Linked DNA regions of Mus musculus: regions 1 and 3 are each linked to region 2. Evidence: chromatin contacts called from public HiChIP or PLAC-seq data. All regions are on one chromosome and are shown on one strand. Each heading gives the region's core, a stretch centred on a gene start, on an enhancer-like site or on the middle of the called end of the contact. The rest is flanking DNA. Distances are from core to core; before and after follow the strand shown. Region 1 has its middle 15 kb from the start of Gm26422. Region 2 has its middle 29 kb from the start of Gm33647. Region 3 has its middle 31 kb from the start of Gm39834.

Region 1 (2,770 bases), core at 115-2,614, 360 kb before region 2:
AATAGAAAGGTCGGCTTGCGTAACTCCTGTGAACTAGCTGAGAGAATTATGGACAGTGAGCTCTGGTGGGTTGAGCCATAGAGTGGAGAGAATGGAGTTAGGCAGTTGGCTAGTTTTCTTCTCAGTCTTTCAGGGTCGTCCTGCCATATGACTGGTGAAAAGCCATTGGGCTTTCGCTGTCTCCATCCTCCCTCCAAATGGAGAAGCTGAATAGCTTTCCGTCTGCCTCACGGATGACACTAGGTCTGTGATAAGCCTTAAAGGTTTAAAAGACAAATGGTATAATGCACTTCACAGTGATGGCTTAGAAATTATATAGTTATACTGGGGGTGGGGACAGGGTAGGAGAGAGAGGGGACAGAGAGGGAGGGAGAGAGAGAGGAAAAAGCACAGTTAAGAGAGCCAGTGAAAAAGATGTGTCTGGGAATTATTGGTAGATTTGGACCACAAGAAGCTTAAATTCTTCTACTAGAATTCCCAATTGGCCTACAGCAGGGATGCTCATGGGAAGATAAAAATTATGCCTGAGGTGGAAGACTTCGGGAAAAGTCTTTTAAATATTAACCAGGCTCTTTGAAGTGAATTTGGAAATATTGAAAACTAACTAACAAAGAACGTACTTTTGAGAGCAGTGGTTTAGACAAGGGTAGAAATGACTTTTATTTTCATAATGGATTCTGAAAGCAAATAGACATTTTTTTAAATAAAATATGAAAAGATGATAGTTTAGTTTTGTGTTTCTGATGGCAGAGAGAAACACAATAAGAAAAATAACCCTACTAAACAACAACTTTCAACTTCCATCAGAGCCAAAGAGGACTTGAAATGTAAACGTTTTGACATTCGTAAAATGAAGCATCTTTTGTTATTTGATATCACCGTAAATAGTACCCCATTCCTAACTCAACAGTTGTTCTTAATACAATACAAAGTTGCTTCATTTTTGCTGTTATTGGGCAACTCGGACAGGGTGATTCAACAAGTCCTTGCTGACTAACTTTACCCACGGGAGTGGATTAAACTGACCTTATTCTCAGTGGGTGAGGAGCCTGTTCCCAAGGCATATAAAAGCAGGCGAGTGTCTGCCAAACCCTACTTCCTTCCTGAGTCATTTTAGATATAAACATCCTTGGCTGCAGCTAGAGAGGGGATGAGAAATGGATTTGAAAGATAAATGGGGCAAGAAGATAAAAAAGAAATTACAGCTGCTATTTTAGTGAGTGGTAAAAAGTGAATATTACCTTACTTTTCTGTTTTATGGTTGAGAAAGAGCAAATAGGAAATGCCTTCTAGATAGGCCGAGGGAGGGTCTCCTGGGGACTGTTACCAGTTATCTTCTGGATAAGGCAGTTCTGGGAAAGGAATGCAGGCCTGGTGCCACAGCCAGTCAAAACAGAATACAACTAAACAAACAAACACAGTGTCTGCATATTGCCAGAGTTTAGGATCCTGGATGTGATGGAAACTTTCTGGCTAACATGTCTCCATTTTGCTCACCTCTCCTCACTCCTGTCCCCCTGTCTGCACGGCAGGAACCAGTCCTCCAGACTCCACCTTTTGATTGCAAGCCCTGGATGTGAGATAGGGCCTTTTCTTCTTTTTCCTGTAAACTGTGGTTTCGTGGAGAATTAGTTCCCTTTGGCTGTGAGGCTCTAATAAAGGGAATTTGAAGCTGTATTGGAGCCTTTCTTCTGGCCTGTGAAAGACAGCTGATTTGAGACCATAAAAACCAAACAAGAATACTGAGAAATCTCAGAGTGGCTGCGTCTGTATCCCTGCGTTTGTATCCTTTCATAGGCTGTTGTGTTTTAGGTTTACCTCATTACCCCACAACCCCCTTTAACTTAAAATGGCTTCAATTAGGTCTCAGATTAGGATGCAAAGCTGCATCCTGCCTGAAGATAGGGTAATGAGAGGGAAGGAGTCAGTGGCCGCTTTTAAGATGCTCTGACACTTGTCAGGGGACATTATATAATGGGAGCCTTGGCTTTCTCTTGTGACTTGCTGCTAGCTGCTGAAAAATAAATGGTTACACCAGGAGACATAAAAAGAAATATTACACACACACACACACACACACACACACACACACACACACACACACACGTAGTTTATATATAGTGTAGATATTCCAAAGAAAACTGTATACTAAGATGCACAATTTGATGAGTTTGAAGGTATTAGGTCACCTATGAACTATCACCAAATTAAAATTAACAAGCATGTCTACCTCTCTCAGAAGACTTCTTGTAGCTTTCACAGTTTCTCCGCTTACCTCCTAACTCACCCCAGTCCCCAGCTAGACAATGAACTGCCTTCATATAAATAAAATTATCTTATTTGTTTTCCCTTACTACTTTTTAAAAAATATTTTATTAGGTATTTTCCTCATTTACATTTCCAATGCTATCCCAAAAGTCCCCCCCCCACTCCCCTACCCACCCACTCCTACTTTTTGGCCCTGTACTGGGGCATATAAAGTTTGCAAGTCCAATGGGCCTCTCTTTGCAGTGATGGCCGACTATGCCATCTTTTGATACATATGCAGCTAGAGTCAAGAGCTCCGGGGTACTGGTTAGTTCATAATGTTGTTCCACCTATAGGGTTGCAGACCCCTTTAGCTCCTTGGGTACTTTCTCTAGCTCCTCCATTGGGGCCCTGTGATCCATCCAATAGCTGACTGTGAGCATCCACTTCTGTGTTTGCTAGGCCTGGCATAGTCTCACAAGAGACAGCCATATCTGGGTCCTTTTAGCAAAATCTTGCTAGT
Region 2 (2,746 bases), core at 231-2,730:
GAGAAAGAGGTGCATGGGATGGATGGAGGGGAGGGATTAAAAGAGAAGGGGGAAATGATGTCATTATATTCTACTTACAAAACATTTAAAAAGTCATTGTAGGAAAGAAAGGAAGAAAAGATGCAAGCTCCAGAAGAGAAGTAGTCAAACTCTTTGAATATTGAAAGAGAGTTGAGGGGGTGTAAATGTGCGTCGCTGAGAAAGAGAGTTTTCAGAGCAGACTGTTCGGGTATTTTATACCAATTATGTGCAGCTATTGCTTTGAATAATTTCTCTGCCCTGCTGAGATTTCCTTTTTACAAATCCTGGCGCAATTATAAGATGGAAGTCTGGAATGTATAAACAGTGTCCTTTGAACAGTAAATGAGGCACATTCTTCTAAACTCAAGGGTAGGAATGTGCTACCTCTTACCCTATGTTCTCTGCCTTCCTCTCCCTCCTAATCAAAAGCTCAGAAGCCAGTGTGGAGTTCAACAGTGTATAGAAACGTGACTTCTCTTTCTTTCTTTCTTTCTTTCTTTCTTTCTTTCTTTCTTTCTTTCTTTCTTTCTTTCTTTCTTCTTTGAACAGTTTAAAATAATAGTTCCATCAAATTAACAAAATCTTGAGGTTGCTCTGACATTATAGCCAGTACACTTAATTCCATCTTGGGCGGCCAGTGTTCAGAATTCCTCATTCGGCTCTGTTCTGTTTCCAACCTTAACAGGAGAATCTGTGATAGATTGCCTTCCCCTTTAGCTTTGAAACTAAACCCTAAATCCTGTGCCAAGTCGGTGCACTTGGGGTGTGGGGGATGGGGGGGAATGATACCCTTGGAGCAGAGCATCAATTTCTAAGTTTCTGATTTCCTAAATGCCAGCTGGTTTGTGGCAAAGCAGTGTGTACTGGTGATGGCTAACGGGGTCTAAAACCCTGAAGAGAAGTGAACTGCCACTTGAAGTTAACTGTACAAAGCCCGAACTCCATTGTGTAGCAGAACTCACAGACCTTGCACAATGTTTACAGTAAGGTTTGGAGAGTTGCCTAGTGCTGGACTATATACAATTAAACAACGTGGTTGAACGGCCTTTCATGCTAGCCCTGCCCAAGGGGGGCCAGCGTGCACACGTGATCATTCTTGGAACTCTTAACATAAACAGGAATGCAGAACCTTGATGTGGAATTCCAAGTGCACGCTGGATTTTTTTTTCACATAAGTCCCCATAGAAGCTAAAGATAGCAACAATAAAGGGATCGCCAAAAGTGAATTATTTCTCTGTCAAAGAATGTAGTACTTTTATTTTGTGTGCAACTGAGCCTATGCAATTTTCTTTAAGCTGAGCTCAACATAGGAGAGTGTTTAAATTAATTACAAGATGGATTTTTTTGGAAAATAATGCTGGGAAATAATACAAAAGAATGCTTCCTGGGTCTTCCTGCCATGGTTTCTCTGAAAAGAGCTGGAATGATATGAGAGCTGAAAGTGAAACCAACCACTGGCCAGTTGCAGTCCACGCCATGTTTAAGAAGTTAGATTAGACCAACTTACCATTACAGTTAGCCCAGAAGGGAAAAGTCCTTGATGTTGATGGCGACAATAGGGGGAAACCATACAATGAGCATGATTTATTTAGTCATTTGGGGGAAGGGTGGAAATACATAAGGGATTGATTTATAGTTCTGTTGTCCAGAAATATAAATATATATTTTTAATGTACCTATTGCGTTTTCCCTAAAGTATCTTTCCTTTCAGTTTCTCAGGGGTGTTTGGCTTTGTAGTTCTGAAAAATAGTTTATATTGACACCAACATGAAGCATGGCTCTGTTGTCTGACATGGAAAGACCAAAAGCCGACTCAGTACCAGGATGATCTGAGCTCACCCCAGGCCCCTAGAGCCAGTGGCTCCAGCTGTTTCTGCCTCCAGTTTCTATTCTGTTGTCTGACATCAGGAAGTGTGTTAAGCATGATATTAGAGAGGTTTGAGTGGCTGAATACAAAGTGTTCCTGTTGTGTGTGCAACACAAATGACCACTGCTCACAAATGGGAGAATATGTGATGTATATGCTGGCCCTGGCAGAGCACTTCAAACTATTAAAAAATTACCTCATACATGTAACTTTACATGTTAAAGTTGCCTGTTTGCTTCCCTCTATCTGTCCTGAAACTCACAATTTAGAGTCTATATTATAAATCATGTTTTATCCTTTGATTTTTCTATATTATAAAGCCCCCACCCCCAACTTCTCAAAATCTCATCAAAAGATGTGAAAGTCTATCTTGAGTTAGACAAAAAAATATTCAGGACAAGGATTTGAAGGTACTTGTGAGCGTGAAGGAGGGACTTTGGAGTACTGGCTGTCAGTCAAAAAAGATCACTCTGTTGATCCAAATAGCCTTTAAATAAACAATTGCTAAACTATCTTTAATTGTACCTTTATGTGTTTAGGGTACAGTATTGCATATACAGCCATGCATATTTATGAATTCCAACTGGTTTATTTTTTTTCAAGGAAATAAATAATTTCAAACATCTCTTTCTAGTATTAATTTTTTTATAATGTAGAAGAAAGCTGATTGTGATATTTTCTGTAAACTTTAAAAATAATCTCTCATAAATTAATATTTTCTCTTTTACTGAAAAAAATCCTAATTTAAAAAAATGGTTGCTTTGTAGAAATCTCTCCTTTTGGTTCTCCTTTTGTTGTTATTAAAGGGTGCTAATCTTAGCAAATCAGAGTGACCAGTTTATATGCATCTGAATTCTG
Region 3 (2,749 bases), core at 8-2,507, 460 kb before region 2:
ACTCTTTGGGGAGGAAAGTGATTTTCCCGTTGCATTTGTTTACTCTCGGTGAGCTCCTGAGACGGCTAACACACTAGTTGTTAATCACACCATCTGTTCAAACGGCACTGTGGAACCATTACATTCATCCTTTCTTCTTTTTACGGAAAAAAAAATTTCAGAACACTATGTTTGCGTCTGTTTTGCTCCATCACCTGGCAGTGTAGTGTAAGCTAGTTAATCTTTCCAGTTGAAAATAACTTTCAATTGGCAAATACGTATTTTTAATGTTCATATATCACATACACAGACTCCTCCCCCCCCCAAAATGTGTCCTTTGACATTCCAAACATGGAAAACGCTAAAAGAAAAAGAAAATCTGTTACAGACTGTATGCTTGTCAAAGTTTTAAGCATTTGATTATATTTAAATGAAGCATTCAGGACGATGATTTGTCTGACTGACCCGGAAAATATTTTCCCCGTTGGCCCTGAAGATGGCAGTGCTGTGCAGTTTAGAACAGCTCTTCGTTTCCCCCCCCCCCCCCCACCCCCCCGCCTCACCTCCCCCCCTAAGGAATTTCTGGAATGGCAGAAAGTGGGGGAGGATCCACCAGATCTGAACCTTCTAACACTTAGCACAAACCTCTCCTGAACCCTGGGACAATCTGGTTTGTCTTTCAGTCTCTTTGTTTTTGTTTAAGACTGTACCTTATTCGTTTCCTGTTTCCAGTCGCAATAGAAATGGGACTAGTTGAACGATTATTCCCATGTCGCGGGTAGCCAAGGAAGCGACTATAGCTTACCGAGAAGCTGGTTTGCAACAGCCTGCCTTTTTTTTTTTTTTTTCTTTAATTCTAACAAAGGCTTTACCCAAGATAAACTGAATACTAGAGGTTTTGAGAGCCCACTGGGACCACATCTCTGGCAGCCTCCCTCCGTCTCCTAACTCGGGACGCCTGTTGTATCACATTCTTTACATTTTATTAGCAGGGACTAGAAGAGTCGGTTTGGGGCAGCATATACCAAAGGCGGTCTCTTGACCCTGTCATTGTGAGGTGTTGGCGGGGAGAGAGAGGGAAGAGGCGTGTATATGCCTAACTTTGGGGACTCTTAAAATAGGGTTGTTTAACTAGCCAGAAAAGACTTATTGAAAACAAGCACACGAGGGCTCTTATGTGACATTCTGTCACCAATAAACCAGTAGTGCTTATGTCCTCTGAGCCAACTTCCCCCACCCCCACCGTGGCAAATGCCTCAGCAGTATCTAATTTAACCTTCACCACCACTGTCTGAGGCAGACACAACATCCCTTTGCTGGAGGTTTTTGCCTTTATACGTGGAAACTAAGGTCATGAGACTAGATAAAATTGTTGGGCTTTACATTTTGAACTCTAGAATATGCTGAAGCATTCATCGCCTTGAATTTTGGTTCAATGGAGAGATAACAAAATATTAAGCCCTTATCAATGAAGCATATTTGGTACCCACTTAATGATAAAGAAAAGGAGAGGCCAAGGCTCTAGTACGTCATTCTACCAAGGGCTACACAATTGCAGAGAAGCCAAGCCCCCAGGAAACATACCATTTGTTTTGAAAAAAAAAGGGGGGGGGTGGTTCTAGATAGAAGACTGTATGATGTTAGGCATCTTAATCTAGTGCAACATCTTTAAAGATGAGGGCAACTTAAGAATCGTTCCCTATCTTTTTTCAAAATTTCCACTTGGAGTTTTCAAAGTCAAAGTTTCCCCTCCCCCATCCATCTTGTACTACAAAACAACCATCTCTCTCCCCTTGTGGCGCCTCTCCTACCCCCCCTTCCCCACTTCTCTCCTCTCTCCTCCTCTTCTTCTTCTCTCTCTCCCCCCTTCTTTCCCCTTCCCTTCTCCCTCTCTCTGGCTAAGAGTGCAAAGCAGCTGGGGTGGAAGGTGAAAGATAAAAGCACAAGGATAATCTATCTGTTAGTATTTCAAAATTGTTACTGCGACCAGAAAGAAGGCAGTGTTTACCCTTCTCCCCCAAATGCCTTGGGCGGAGATCACGTCCTACAGAGATTAGACTAATTGGAGGCTGCTGAGGATAACTGGAGAAGCCCCAATCTAAGTCCTCTCAGTGGGAAATGGCTCCTTTGTTAAGGATCTAAGTTCACTTAAACTTCTTCTTAGAAGTTTGTTTTGAATAAAGATTAGATCAATCTGGGCATTTATGACCTCAAAATGAAATTTCTTCTTGGCAAGTATGCCATGGTTTACCAGATACTTGCTGGGAATGTCGTTTCTTTTCTTTTAAGTCCTTCCTTCAGAGTCTATCTTAAATCAACCTTGTATTTCCAGATCTCCTCTTGATCATTCCAGCCAGTGTTGCTCACCGCCCCTTCCCATTATCTACAGACCTTCCATTTTAGCAATTGGTTCACTTTCAGTTTAGAGACCTCTTTAATACTGCTAAGTTTTATTTCCTCTTCCAAGTCAATACAGTGTAGAGTTTGCGTTTGTTTTTTTAATTTTTTAATTTTTTTTTTATTTTTATCTTTGTGTCCTCTAAAACGTCATCTTGCAATGGATGAGCATCAGTTAATTTTGCGAGGAGACCGTTTCTTCTCTGGCACTCTATCACTATTGCATGCTTAACGCAATTATTTCTTCAAACAGTGCTGTACCACAGTTTTGTATTTGAGACCAAACCTCACACAATTACAGCGGAAAGTGTTAAATCTAGCCTCTTCACAAAGGAAAGGAACACCCGTATTAGACCTGTCCTGATGCTTCATG

Evidence for each region. HiChIP or PLAC-seq counts read pairs in DNA pulled down with a chosen protein or histone mark.
Region 1: a contact with region 2 is called in a CTCF HiChIP or PLAC-seq map of the NIH/3T3 cell line, with 8 read pairs. The contact joins two enhancer-like sites. A contact is called at or near these places in 1 of 15 datasets of contacts at CTCF or cohesin (the NIH/3T3 cell line), 1 of 484 Hi-C or Micro-C datasets (bone marrow-derived macrophages), 1 of 115 datasets of contacts at active chromatin or transcription factors (heart atrium) and 1 of 9 other capture datasets (embryonic stem cells).
Region 3: an H3K27ac HiChIP or PLAC-seq map of the NIH/3T3 cell line shows a contact between it and region 2, with 11 times the contacts expected there. The contact joins two enhancer-like sites. A contact is called at or near these places in 1 of 39 promoter capture datasets (the HPC-7 cell line), 14 of 484 Hi-C or Micro-C datasets (the C2C12 cell line, the HL-1 cell line, bone marrow-derived macrophages and 10 more) and 17 of 115 datasets of contacts at active chromatin or transcription factors (the NIH/3T3 cell line, craniofacial prominence, differentiating embryonic stem cells and 11 more).

Annotation. Positions count from the first base shown.
Region 1 is chr2:61,294,050-61,296,819 of GRCm38.p6, reverse strand. No RefSeq gene overlaps it. Among named protein-coding and RNA genes, the nearest start is that of Gm26422, 15 kb to the right of the region's middle. Within about 2 kb of position 1,364, at least 77 of the 459 cell types and tissues checked have an H3K27ac peak or open chromatin away from gene starts, as enhancers often do. A contact at or near this core is called in the NIH/3T3 cell line and heart atrium, where this site is marked.
Region 2 is chr2:60,938,880-60,941,625 of GRCm38.p6, reverse strand. It overlaps a transcript of Rbms1 not described here. Among named protein-coding and RNA genes, the nearest start is that of Gm33647, 29 kb to the left of the region's middle. Within about 2 kb of position 1,480, at least 99 of the 459 cell types and tissues checked have an H3K27ac peak or open chromatin away from gene starts, as enhancers often do. A contact at or near this core is called in the C2C12 cell line, the HL-1 cell line, the NIH/3T3 cell line and 9 more, where this site is marked.
Region 3 is chr2:61,400,194-61,402,942 of GRCm38.p6, reverse strand. No RefSeq gene overlaps it. Among named protein-coding and RNA genes, the nearest start is that of Gm39834, 31 kb to the right of the region's middle. Within about 2 kb of position 1,257, at least 176 of the 459 cell types and tissues checked have an H3K27ac peak or open chromatin away from gene starts, as enhancers often do. A contact at or near this core is called in the C2C12 cell line, the HL-1 cell line, the NIH/3T3 cell line and 9 more, where this site is marked.